2 separate regions of the Macaca mulatta genome follow, and region 1 is linked to region 2. A link is a contact called in public Hi-C data. All regions are on one chromosome and are shown on one strand. The core of a region is the stretch at or near the end of the contact, and the rest is flanking DNA. Distances in the headings are between cores, read along the strand shown.

What was found. Hi-C and Micro-C count contacts between places; a contact is called where the count stands out from the background.
Region 1: a Hi-C map of CD4 T cells shows a contact between it and region 2, with 3 times the contacts expected there. The contact joins two enhancer-like sites. A contact is called at or near these places in 2 of 14 Hi-C or Micro-C datasets (CD4 T cells and cortical neurons).

The regions. Positions count from the first base shown.
Region 1 is chr3:91,046,700-91,053,603 of T2T-MMU8v2.0, reverse strand. ELMO1 (engulfment and cell motility 1) reads right to left here. Exons shown (of 22, transcript NM_001257647.1): 2 at 2,466-2,616. The coding sequence starts at 2,543. Among named protein-coding and RNA genes, the nearest start is that of ELMO1, 110 kb to the right of the region's middle. Within about 2 kb of position 2,818, at least 12 of the 40 cell types and tissues checked have an H3K27ac peak or open chromatin away from gene starts, as enhancers often do. A contact at or near this core is called in CD4 T cells, where this site is marked.
Region 2 is chr3:90,953,907-90,960,569 of T2T-MMU8v2.0, reverse strand. The region is part of intron 1 of ELMO1 (engulfment and cell motility 1); the gene reads right to left. All of the region lies in intron 4 of LOC144340197, which reads right to left. Among named protein-coding and RNA genes, the nearest start is that of ELMO1, 13 kb to the right of the region's middle. Within about 2 kb of position 2,364, at least 14 of the 40 cell types and tissues checked have an H3K27ac peak or open chromatin away from gene starts, as enhancers often do. A contact at or near this core is called in CD4 T cells, where this site is marked.

The DNA.
Region 1 (6,904 bases), core at 1,569-4,068, 93 kb before region 2:
CAACTGATGGAATTTGAATATGAATTACAAACTTTGAATTTGACGATAGCATTATACCACTATTCAATTTATTTCTGGTTTTAGAAATGTACTGTGATTATTATGTAAGAGAATGGTTACGATATTAGGACATACACACTGAGTGTTCAGGGGTGAAGGGGGATGGTGCTTCCAAGGCTCCATCAAATGATTCTGGAAAAGTAGGTACAGAGTTCTTTGTACTATCCTTGCAATTTTTGTGTGTTTAAAATTGTATCAACATACAAGTACTTGTCAAAGTTATCAGGCCATGAAAAACAAGGAAAGACTGAGAAATTGTCCAAAATGGAAGGAGACTGAGGAAACATGACAATTGGTATCCCTGGATTGGATCCTCAAACAGAATAAGGACATTAGTGGAAAATCTGATGAAATCCAAATAAAGTTGGTAGTTATGTTAATGTAATGTATCAACGTCAACTTCTTAGTTTTGACTAACGTAACAAGATTAAGATTTTAACCTGAGGGGAAACTGGAAAAAGGGTATAAATGTAAGCATACACAATCTTTGTAGCTTTCTGTCAATCTAAAATTATTCCAAAATAAACAGATAATTTAAAATATATACATTAAAACACACACATAGCAAAGGACACCTCCAAAGGCAGAGAACACTACACTCACCTCACAGGTAAGGAGGACTGTCTATTAAGAGCTGCTGTCTTAAAGCAGAGGTTTTCAAACTGCACTGACCATGGCAGAATCAGAATTAAATAGTTTACCAGAACCACTAAATTAGAGTCTCTTGGGATGGGACCACTGAAAACAGTTATTTCGAGTAAGTGCCTGGGTAGTTCTGATGAGTACCGGGCTTGGGCACCAGGTATCTAGCTCAGCAAGTCTCAGATTGAACTATGCACAGGGATACCCTGGGGATCTTGTTAAAATGCAGACTCGGTCAGGAGGTCTGGAATAAGACCAGAGATTCTGCATTTCTAATGTGCTTTCAGGTGATGCCCAAGCATGTGATCCAAAGCCCCACAGACTGAGAAGGGCAATGCAACAAGACAGAGGGCCCGAGTGCATGCCACTGCAGGGCATTCAGGACCTCTACACGTGTGTGAGACCAACTTCTATCTCATTGAAGCCATCGGTCTCTCAGGCTGTGGCCAAACCTAATCCAAACTACATTTAGTCTGCACCAAGTATCTCCAAACATTTTCTTAAGGTAAATTTTAACTAGCATCTCAAACCACACATGAAAGCAGATAAGCATCTGTTGCCTGACTCAAAAGTATCCGAAACTATTAGGCATCTCTACTCTTCTCTATTTGTATAGGTTGCTTCTTGAGTCACTAGAAAACTACCTTAGACAGCAGTTAAAATGACAATGATGTGTGGTCTGATGACAGCTTTTTTGACAAAAATCCCAAAAATTTACCCTTTCTTACATTTAAGTTTAAGTTCAATTAATTCTGATCTGACCCATATAATTCATTTTAATGATTCCTTTGGATTCACACAATTCCATATAACTCTTGCATTGATCTGCCGCCAGATAATAAAATCTGATCAGGAAAAAAATTGTAAATCATAATCGTAAAATAGCATAGAGAACATAAAGATTGGAGTTGCCATGGTATTATAATTTTTAAAATGTAGAAAGCCATTTAGAACCCTATATTATATACATTATAAAACCCGTAAGTATATATTAGGTCTCAACCTTTTATTTCTTAAATCATTTGCTCTTGAATGACTACAGTAAAGTGAGGACAAAATGAACCATTCCGAGATAACCTATAATCAAACAGTGCATGAGAATCACACCATACAATTCTCAAGACTCAAGTTAAAGGATGTCTTTATGGGTCAAACCACTTTTATAAGTCTTCTTGATATTTTTTAATTCAATAAACACTTGTTGAGTATTTACTTCATGGCAGACAATATGCTAGACACATAGTGAATTTTACACTAAAAATAAAAATTACAATTGGCTGAAATCCAAGACTGAACCCTTCTATACTAATTTCATTATAAAACTATTAATGTAACAAAGTATCAGTGCATTTCGCTGCTTCTGCAAAAAATGAAGAAAAAAGTGATTTTAAAAATTAAGTTTTGTCTTGTCTGTGTTCCAACAATCTGCACATATTCATGTGTCATGGCAAGGCAGGGATGGGGCAGCCTCCACTGTGTCAACTGCCCAGGGCCCGATCCACTTGTCCCTCCCACCTCCTTCCCAGCTTCAGACACAAATCCTGCATTGACACAATCCAAGTGGATGCTGGAAGAGTATAAAAACTCCATCCATCACTATTATATGTGCCACAGAGATCAAGCTACATTGCAACTATTACTGCACAGATTTTTCAACACAGCTAGAGGAAGAAAGGGAGAAGAGCGAACTATCCAAAGTCTATGAAAATTCCCATATAGAAAGGAAACTGAAAATAAACACCCAAGGCTGTCACGTTACTAACCTGATCAATTTCCATGAGTTTGGGGTAGGCGCCCGGCCATTCTATGGCCACCTTGACGATGTCCGCGGGTGGCGGCATTGTAAGCCCCCAAAATGTTCAAAGCCAGTGGGACTGGGGATCCTACAGTGTAAACGGCCACACGTGTCTATACCTAATGAGGAATGACAGAAAAAGAAAGAGAAGTCACTCAGTGCCGATGCAGGGTGAATTTTGCTTCATCACTTCCTGTTTTCATGGTGGTTTGGTATGAAAAACGGCTCCCCTTGGTGTCTGGGTGCTGGAGGTGAGGGGCACAGCCAACGGTAAGACGGGCTCCTGAGGAAAGAAGAAAGATGGGGGTACCCGTGCCAACGCCCTTGAGTCAAAGCCGCCAGGAGACGCTGCCCTGTGGGGCACGGCTTGTGTGAATCTTCAGTGGAAAGAAAGCTATTCCTTACCACTGAGTTCTGTTCCAAATGGTGCCCAGGGTCTGAATGAGCCAGGCTCACTCTCTGTCCAGACATGCATGTAAATGTCTGGCGCTCAACAGTCTCCGGAAGGACAGATTGCCCAGGAAGTCATGGTCAGGAAGCAGTGTTTCTTTAAAGTGTTTTCTGCGTGTCACAAATAGATCTCCGCACTATAGCAACCAGGATATCATGAAGGAGAAACACCCTGAGAGCTCACACACATGCACACTCATACTCCCCCCACAAGGTCAGTTCCCACAATGCACCTTCGGTGGGGGGGGCGGGGCAGAAAAATGTACAGCTGTGGATTGGATGGCATTCAGAACAGACTCTGAATTCTCACTTGAATGAATCGTGCTTCTTACACAAAGGAGGCAACCATTATCCTCTGCGACCTCTTCCCAGGCTAGCCCATTTCTTTTTTTTTTTTTTTTTTTCTTTTTTTGAAACAGAGTCTGGTTCTGTTGCCCAGTGGCACAATTTTGGCCCACTGCAAAATTCAAGCAATTCTCCTGCCTCAGCCTCCCGAGTAGCTAAGATAACAGGGGCCCACCACCATGCCTGGCTAATTTTTGTATGTTTAGTAGAGACAGGGTTTCGCCATGTTGGCCAGGTTGGTCTTGAACTCTAGGTGATCTGCCCACCTCGGCCTCCCAAAGTGCTGGGATTACAGGTGTGAGCCACCTGGCCTGGCCCCATTTCTTTTTAAAATTAGTTTGTTAACAATCATGTGATACAAACTTGTGTGTTTGTGTGTACAAAGATGTACATTGTAGAGTCTCTTCTCCCAATGTCACCCACCGGCCCAATATCTGCTTTCACTCCTTATCCTTCCAGTTATCCAAGTGATTAGGTATCCCTCCAGAATTTCTTCAAGTATAGAAGGCAAATACAAAAATACATTATTGCATTTCCACTTTCTTTATATAAAAGGCAGCTTTTTTTTTTTTTTTTTTTTTTTTTTTGAGACAGTCTCCCTCTGTTGCCCAGGCTGGAGTACAGGGACATGATCTTGACTCAAGACAACCTCCAGCTCCCAGATTCAAGTGATTCTCCCGTCTCAGTCTCCCAAGTAGCTGGGATTATAGGCGCACACCACCACACATGGCTGATTTTTGTATTTTTAGTAGAGACAGCATTTCACCATGTTGGTGAGGCTGATCTCAAACTACTGACCTCAGGTGATCCGCCCTCCTCAGCCTCCCAAAGTGCTGAGATTGCAGGTGTGAGCCATCGTGCCTGGCCAAAAGGGAGCATTCTTTTTGTTTCTTTCAGTATATTTTCTAAATCCTTCTATGTTAGTACAAAGAGAGCATCCTGATTCTTTTTACAGTTACATAGTAGTTCATTGTGTGGATGTGTCCTATTTGATGAACCAGTCCCCTGCTGTGGACCACTGGGTGATTTCTTAAGTTTACTTATCATAAACCAAACTATGATCCATAAACTTATGTCTAACTAATTTTGCACATATGCAGGTACATCCTTACAATAGATTCACAGAAGTAAAACTGCTGGGTCAAAGCACAGATGCAGTTAATATTGATAGCCATTTCCAAATTTCTCTCCATTGGACTGGTATGATGTGGCCTATTTATACCCAGCCTCACTAACAGAATGAATTTTTGCAAACCTGACAGGTTGAAAAATAAAATCTTAATCTATTTTTAAATTCTATTTCTCTTATTGTGAGGTTGAACATAAAGAGGAAAAGACACACCCTCCCTTTTTGTGAACAGTCCAAACCTTTGCCCCTTTTCTATCAGGTTCTCTTGTCTTTTTTGAGAAATTGGTATCTGTAATGAAGATCTTAAACATGTGCATTTGGTCCTTTATCAGACCAGAGTAAGCCTTGTCAGTTACTATCCCAGATCTCAGCAGTAGCTGGACGTTACTGAGACAACAGAGATAGCAGAGTTAATGGAATTCTCACCACCACCAGCAGTTATATAAATAACTAACTTCAGTGCAGCTGACAAGTAAAGGAAATGAACCAAAACAAAACCGCTACTCCTTTGACCAAAGACGATTAGGGAAGCCTGCTGAGAAGCTAATCAGTGGTAACCAGCAAGAGCAAATCTACAAAGCACTGGTTTAGTCACTCATTCAACAAATAATTATTGAGCCTCTGCTCAGTGCCAGGTCTATTCCCCGTGCTGGGGATACAGAGCAGCAAATCTGGGAGTTAGCAACAAAGGATATGAAGAAAAATCAAGCAGGGAAGGAAACTGAAGCCTGTGCCTCTACCAGTGTGGGAGGGGCAGGAATACAATTTTAAACAGGAAAATCAGGGAAAGTTTCACCGAGAAGGCAGCATCTGAGTAAAGACATCTGAGGCCAGATGTGGTGATTCACGCCTGTAATCTCAGCACTTTGAGAGACTGAGGCGGGTGGATCACTTGTGGTCAGGAGTTCAAGACCAGCCTGGCCAACATGGTGAAACCTCATCTCTACTAAAAAATACAAAAATTATCCAGGCGTGGTGGTGCTTGTAATCCCAGCTACTCGGGAGACTGTGGCAAGAGAATCATTTGAACCCGGAAGGCAGAGGTTGCAGGGGGGCGAGATCGCACCACTGCACACGAGCTTGGGCAACAGACCGAGACTCTGTCTCAAAAAAAAAAAAAAAAAAAAAAGACATCAGAGAGGTGAGGATGGGAGACCTGTGGACATCTGGAGAAATCAGTTTCTAGGCCAAAACAACAGCAAGAGCAAAGGCCCCAAGGGAGGAGCATGCCCTGTTATGTTCCTGAAACAGGGTACTTGCTGAAGTGAAGGGCAAGAATAGGAAGAGAATGTGTTCAGAGAACGGTGGGGTTATCCTTGGTAGGTTCAGTTTTCCATACTCCTGACCCCCTGGACAACTTCCACCACACCTCTTGGTTTGTGACTTCTAAAGAAGGAAGCTGTGTGTCCCTGCACGCCTATTCAGAGTGTAAATCAGCACAGCTTTCTAGAGGGCCTTTGGCAAACTATACGAAAAGCCTTAAAATTTTGCATCCCCTTTGAGTAATTTCAATTTTCTAGAATGTTATCCTCAAGAAATAATTATTAACCACAGCAATGCCAATTTCTGTTTTGTCTGTAATTCTCGAAACTTGAAAACAATTGAATATTCAACAATAGGGACTTGTTAAGTAATTATAGTGTCTGCTATGTGCAAATGCAAGCAAACAATCTGTACTCCCAACTTCCTCTCCATAGTCTGTATGCTCTTTGAATACTTGAGAGCTCTAAAAACAATGCATTATATCTGTGCTACATTACTTCAATTCGAGATCCAAGTTCAATTACATACCCTAGAATAAGAATTAAGAAAGCAGGCTCTAATGTGCAGAGAGACTCTGTGAATTTTAGGTAACACTATTCAAAAGAAAGCATACACCATCTTGGGGGTTAAGACAGTAAATAATAAAAATAAGAATGCATTTTAAGCACCTTGCCCCCACCTGTACATAAAATCATCTAGAATTACAGCAAAAGAGGTCAGCTAACCTTTTAGGAATCAAAGGCCACGCTTGTATTTCTACCCTTTTAACTAGTATTTATTTCTCAAAGACCGTTCAGGAAAAACCTGTTGAACAGGTGAGAATACAATAACGTTGGCTCCAGTGGAGAGTCAGAGGGGAGCTGTACACAAAGCAACCATTGAGAAAGCAAAGGAGCAAGGAGGCTTCCCCTTGGGAATTCACTTAACCAAGCCCAATTAGACCTCACCAGTTTTCCCCAACATTAACAAACCACAAGGGAAAGGAAGGGGGACACAGCAAGGCTACTCTGGGGTACAGCCAGGTGCACAATTGCAAAATGGATGATCTAGTTCACATTTTATCATCAGAAGTGCAGACCTTATCCTCTTAAATTTATATCTTCACTAGGAAACAGCACCTAAGGCTTCTATATATAAAATCAGTGTTACTTCTGATGAAATTTAGGGAAGAAAGCTTCTAGCCTGGGCTTTCTCATTCCTGGCACAATTAGCAGCTGGGG
Region 2 (6,663 bases), core at 1,115-3,614:
TATCTGGGATTACAGGCATACGCCACCATGCCTGGATAGTTTTGTATTTTTCGTAGAGATGGGATTTCTCCACGTTGGTCAGGCTGGTCTCGAACTCATGACTTCAGGTGATTTGCTCACCTCGGCCTCCCAAAGTGTTGGGATTACAGGTGTGAGCCACCACATCTGGCTTGATCTATGAAGTTTTAGTTCAGGTCCACCTCACAGTGGACCCAGTGGGTCCCACACCTCATCCTATGGTCATTTCTTAAGTTCTGGAATGCATAATTGGAATAGGCATGCTTAGCAACTGCCAGGTTCTCCACACTGGGGAAGCAAGGAGTTGTTTGGTTATTGTACTGAAGGAGAAAGGGGAAGTAAAAGGTCTGAGAATGCGGCTCCAAAGGCCTGAATATGCTCCATTTCCAGAGTGAACTGAGAACACTTAAGTTGGGGGTTTACCATGTGTGTGCTACTTGGCTTATAAGAAATGGGCTCAGCTCTGCACTTGAACATCAGGATAAATTGTTCCAGCAATGAAGAGCCAAGACACTATCAAGTTTCCATTGCTAGCTGAAACCCCTGATAGCTGCTAGAAAAATAATATGCAATTATAGCCTAGAAACGTAAATTATCAAGGCCACGGTGCTCTCAGAATGTAATAAATGAAATGTGGGTAACCACACATGTGGTAAAAATCCCAGCCCCCAATGTGTATCACAGATGCCTAGTCACCCACAAGCACTGGGGAGGGAGGAAGGAAGAAACAGACGCTTCAAATTCAACACTGGCCGAACCGTGGATGAAAGGATGAAAAGCCAAGAAATCTTTGCTATGTTCTTTCCAGTTATGGTCTTCAAATGTCTATGCCCTGTAGGCTCTTGGGTGACTAGGAGAGAATTATAAGTAGACAAGCAAGTAAGAATACTTCTGCAGAGAGTAATGCAATGACAAAATGTTGGTTTCTTCTTCTGTAATGTTCATTTTATCTAGAGTGGATTTGGGCACAGTGGAATGACACTAAGGCAGTAACTGTTGCCTCCTAGGGTTAGGGCATTGCACGGCCGTGTGCCTCTCCAACACCCAGAGGCTCCTCTATCAGTGACCTTGGGTCTTCAGCAAAATTGGGGACAGCGAGAGTTACATGCCAGACATCCCTAAATAGAGTATCCCCAGGGCCCTTACTCAAAGACGAAGAAACCATTTTAAAGGACTGTGAAAAGGACGCAGCGCTCACATGCATGAAAAATAGTGCTTCTGTCTACAGACATTTACTGAGTACTTCTTATGGGCTCAGCCTGGGAACACCTGCCATGAGCCCTCCAGGCTACTCAGGGAGAAGGACATGAAACAGAGTGTGAAACAGCACAATCAATGCCAGCACAGGGAAGCACTTCATGTGTCCAAGGAGCAAATGCCAGAAGTCACGGAAGGTTCCCAGAGGAGGTGACCATCCACTCATATCATGTGATCCAGGCACTTCACTCACAAAGGAAGCCAGGGGCCTCTCTCTCCCAGCCCACCAAACTGCCGGACACCTCTGGCATGACTTCTCTTTTGCTTGGTGTTTCCCCTTAATATTCATTTCAACCTGATTTCACCTGATTCGGAATTCTGGGGTCTTATGCTCACTTGCAAGGGAAGAATCATGAGCCCACCTTATCCCTCACTGATGGCTTCTGAGCAGTATTTGAAGACGGGCAGTATTTGAAGACCCAGAGAGCAGGGTGCCTCAAGGAAAGCCCCCCAAAAGCGAATTCTTCTGGTGTCCCTGAGTCTTTATGTCTCTGAAAATAATTCCCTATTTTGGCGGTCATGAACGAGTCTCTCCCCTATACATGCCCTGTCTCCTGCTGCAGGGGGCAAAATAAGTAACACCTACAGAGGGGCTTTTCCTCTCCCCTCCTCATCAGGCCAGGCTAACCCACCCCCTCAGAACCCCTGCCTGCCCCCAAATCTCATCTGGGACTTATGGAACAAGATTTTTATTAAACGGCGACAAAGATGAAAAGTAAAATATCAGAGACACACAGAGAGTGAGCCACAGATCTGAGAAAACAGCTGCATATGAAAGGATTAGAAAATAAATGAAAAAAGTAACTCAAAGGATTTAGAATCCATTTCAGGTGCACTGGAAGAAAATCCCCCCGGGATTGGGAGAACAGATCCAGGTTCAAACCTGGGCAATAGGAGGTTCTAAGGAGGTTCCATCCTCTTCTAGCTGCCTGATTAGGTGGTACCTTGAGGTTTATAATTTCTTTTTACTCACCACTTTCTAGGATGACGCTTCTTGAAAGAAGAGAAAAGTGAAGTCTGGGACCACGTGCACTTGCATCACCTGAGAGGCTGCTAAAAATGTGGTTTCCTGGGTCCCCAGTGATTCTTAAGCATTCTGAAGTCTGAGAACCACAGAACTAGGTACTTCATCATTCCTAAGTGGTTGCATTACCCATGCTAAATCACTCTTTTAAATTGCTGTTTAAAATTTAAAGAAGACACTAGTGGCTAAATTGATTCTTTTAGAAATGGTTAGATTCTAACAAGAGTGATTGTACAGTCACATTGTGACCAATTTTAAATGATGTAAAATTTACACATTGAAGCCAGAAGGATCTTTTCAAAGCATAAATCTGATCACGTCACTCCCTTGGGTAAAAGTCTTCAGTGACTTCCCTTTGCCCTTTTGATAAAAGCTCAGCCCCATGATCCCGATCAGCCCTCCTCTCCAGTCTAATCCACGGCTGGAGTGCTCCCTGCCTCAGGCACTCTGCTCCCCAGTTCCTGCAACATCCAAGGTCAGCCTTTTACACAGCCTTCACGTGCTAGTTGTCTGTACCCAGTAACATTCTTTCACCCTCCTCCCTGACCTCCCTGACTACATTAATCTCCCTGTTGTAGGCTCCCCCGGCATCAGTAACTTCCCCCTTCAACAGCCCTTAGCAGAGTTCAAACATCACACTTATTCGTGTGATCCTTTGATCAATGCATACTTCCTCCTCTGGTGTGTAAGCAGCCCAGCTGTTGTTGAAATCAACAACAGGCCTACTTTTCTCTCGGAAGGAGGCTCACCATTGTTTACGTATCACCTAGTACACCACACGGTACACAGCAGGTGCTCAATAAATACCTGTGAATTAACAAATGAATATTTCCGTTTGGTCCAAGTGCCGAGGTGTTTACAACTAATTGATCATAACCAGTTACGGATTTCTTTGTTCTACCACTGCTTCACTTGACTAGCCTTGAAAAAGCAAAAGGAGAAAAATAAAGACTATTTCCGAATCAAATGCTGGAACAAATTCAGGCACACAGTAGCAATTAAGAATTTAAAATACTCTGATCCCTTTCCTGAAAGGTAAAGGCAGCAGTCTCTCCCTAGCCAAGGATTAAAGTCCTATGGTGGTTTCCCTCCCCCTGCATATGATCCAATACTCTTCAAAGCACTTATCACTTCTAATGGATGGACCAAACTATTCCTAATACAACTTCTGGGTTTCGAAAAGGTGAAACTCAACATTAAAACTACTGTTATGCCATTTCTCTGGGCCTTGCTTTGATCTAGTCATGAAAAATTGTCTTAAAGATATATGTTGAGATAAAAACAAATCCGAGAATTTTCACAACTTCTTGTATTTTCAGACACCCTCATCTGCCCGTCTTATCATTCCCAGGTCCAGACGCCGAGTCTCAGACTGTTTCATTACACACTTGCACATGCTAGAATTGTTAGCAACACATTTGAAAAGATTCAACATGGCCCTAAACCAGTTGACAATAATTAGATGACAACGCTTGTGACTGTGGGAGGTTGTCTCACTGGGTATATAAAGGAATCTCTATTATGCGCTCTTCTCTCTACCACCCTCAGGCAGTCAGCCACAGCTGGGGTAATGCTTTGCTGCCCCGATCGCGCTCTTTTACGTGCTCCTGAGGCAGCAAATTGTTCACCATCCTTCACCAAGTAGCTCAACTCAACATAATGATCCAGTGTGACAGGTTCAACCGAGGCAAAAGTGACGAAAACTTGGCAGCAGGGGTATGTACCATATGGTATGCTGCAGAAAAGAGGGTATGGTTTTGAGTCTATGTGAAGTTGGGCAGCCAGCTTCCCAGACACCTGAATTCCCTCATCTGTAAAATGGGTACATGTTTGAAATCACTTTTAAGCTGCTAGATATTTTGGTATGAACATAACTCTCCAGTGAGTTACTGTAGATCGTATTTCATTACCTAAGTCTTCTTATGGGTCTTTAAACATGTATTTACCACTGGATTCTATTTCAAGGTACACACCAATCCTGATATATAGAAAAGAGGCGTTGCTACACAGTGGACACTCTAGCTGCTGAATAACCCATGTTTACCACTCTCCTAGGTAAAAGAAAGTGACCAGAATTTTTTCACACTGAAGACTGTGTATTTGTCAGGTCCAATAAAGATTTACATACAGTCATTAGACAAGTGATTTTCATGACTATAGTAATGGAAGTCAAGGTGGAGACCAAAAGACATCATTTTCAAAGCACTAATTTGGAGAAGCAGTTTCTGTTTGGCACATGGCTGTCTGACACTCCTACTTCTATCCAGGGCATTTTAGTGTCTAGATTAAGGTTTCTCTCTTTTTCAACCCACTCCTTAAAAGCTGTTACTAAGTGACTGTTTAATGGGTACATGAGCTACTGCTTAATGAGCTGGTGTGCCTGTAAGCTAGTTGCTGCCTTCCTGAAGAAGCAGTAAGTGGAAAAAGCACCCAAACAAACCGACCATAGCCAGAGAGAATGATTGGAAATGGAAGCAGGTGGCTTCTACTTAGGTGGCCATAAAATGAATTGTCCGATCCAGGGCACTTTGAAAGTGAAAGCTGGTGTAATTGAATGTGCTGGGACAATGGGGCCACACTGGGTCTATACACTTGGGACTACAGACATTCTTCTTTTATTTTTCCACTTTTATCCCCAGGATAATTTTTAATCTGGTTGGCAGCTTGATCATCTGGCTCAGATTAAAGAAGAAAATGTAACACTTTACAACCACCCATCTGCCAATGAACATTTCAGCAGTCCCCTACTTGGTGGAAGGTTCCTAATGATTCAAAAAGGGACATTTCCAAAACACTATTGGACCCATTGACCCTCTTTTACACGTAACATAATCATATGAAACCCAGTTCAACTGAATGAAAGTCCTGCCAATTGCTCCTTCACTGTTACTCCAGTGACATGGGGTTTCTCCCAGGGCCCCTGTGCACACTTGGACAAATGCAAACAGCCCCAAAAGCTGGAATCAAGAAAAGGGAAAGAGCTCCAGTGGAGCCATCTCCATTCTCTCCCCTCAAAGTAAAAAAAAAAAATTAATAATACAATAAAACAGTAAAATCTCAGGTTAGCTCAAATTGAACTGGACATATATCTATTTAGAAGAGCTTTTGCTTGAGAACCCTAAATTGCTAACTTGAGTCATTACATCAGTTATTTTAATTCACAGTCAATCATAACTCATCCCAGTCTGTATTTTAACAGTTGGTACTTCTCCTGTACTGGTTTAAGTTTCATTTTTATTTAACAAATAGTAATCATTCATATGTATGAGGTACGATTGGATGTATTGATACATGCATACCTAAGGAATGATAAAATCAGGCAAATTAACATATCTATCACTTCAAATATTTAGCATTCCTTTGTGGTGGGAACATTTAAAATCCCCTCTTTTAGCTGTTTTGAAATATATAATATATAATTATTAACTATTGCCACCATGTTGTGTAATAAAATCACCAGAACTTATTCCTCCTGTCTAACTGAAACTGTCTATCTGGCTTTGACCAACATCTCTTCTTTCCCTGCCAACCCCAACTTTCTTCTTGTTTTCTTGAAGAAAAGACATATTAAGCAAACTAATTCTAGTCAAGACTTTAGGAGGAGTTACCTAGGTCACTTGAAGAAAATTAAACACAAAATGCATGTTTTTATATGATTTTAGCAAGATAGTTTAATAAAGAACCTAACTAGAAACTACTGAATCAGTAATAATAACCTCAATAATAATAGCAAACCCAACCCAATGCCTTTAGGGTACGCTACTTTACAATCATGATTGCATTTAATCATCTCAGCTACTCGAAGAGGTAGGGACTTACATTACCTATATTTGAAAGATGTGAAAACGAGGCCAAGGAAGGTCACTAACTTACCTGAAGTCACCCAGCTGTGTACTCAACAGGAGATCTGAACCCTCCATTAACAAGTGTGTGCTTATGTCGCTTTAAACCACAAAGACTCCTTTTCCTTTTCCCCAAATCCAATCAGTTAGCAAATCATTTAATTTTGTCATCAGTATCTACAGGCAAACACGGTGTGTGCAGGCCTGCCCTCCTTTCCCTCTGCTCAGACTCTGGCTGGCACCCGCTGAGGGGCTCAGGCTGGAAGGTGGGGGCTGGGCAACCTGTCTCCAAGTTTCATTGGCACAGCAAGCACACTGCTTTGTTTATTTATTCATCTGACCAAGACCATGTATTTACTTAGGCAGGCCTAGCAGGAGCTCCCATCTTTTCTCTGCCCCTCCCTCCAGCTGTATCATCTAATCTATCCTCCAGGTTGCTGTCACTGGAATCCCACTGCATCTTTTCCTTGCCTAAAACCCTTCGGCTTTCATTTCTGCTCAATCCAAATGCCCAGCTCCTGG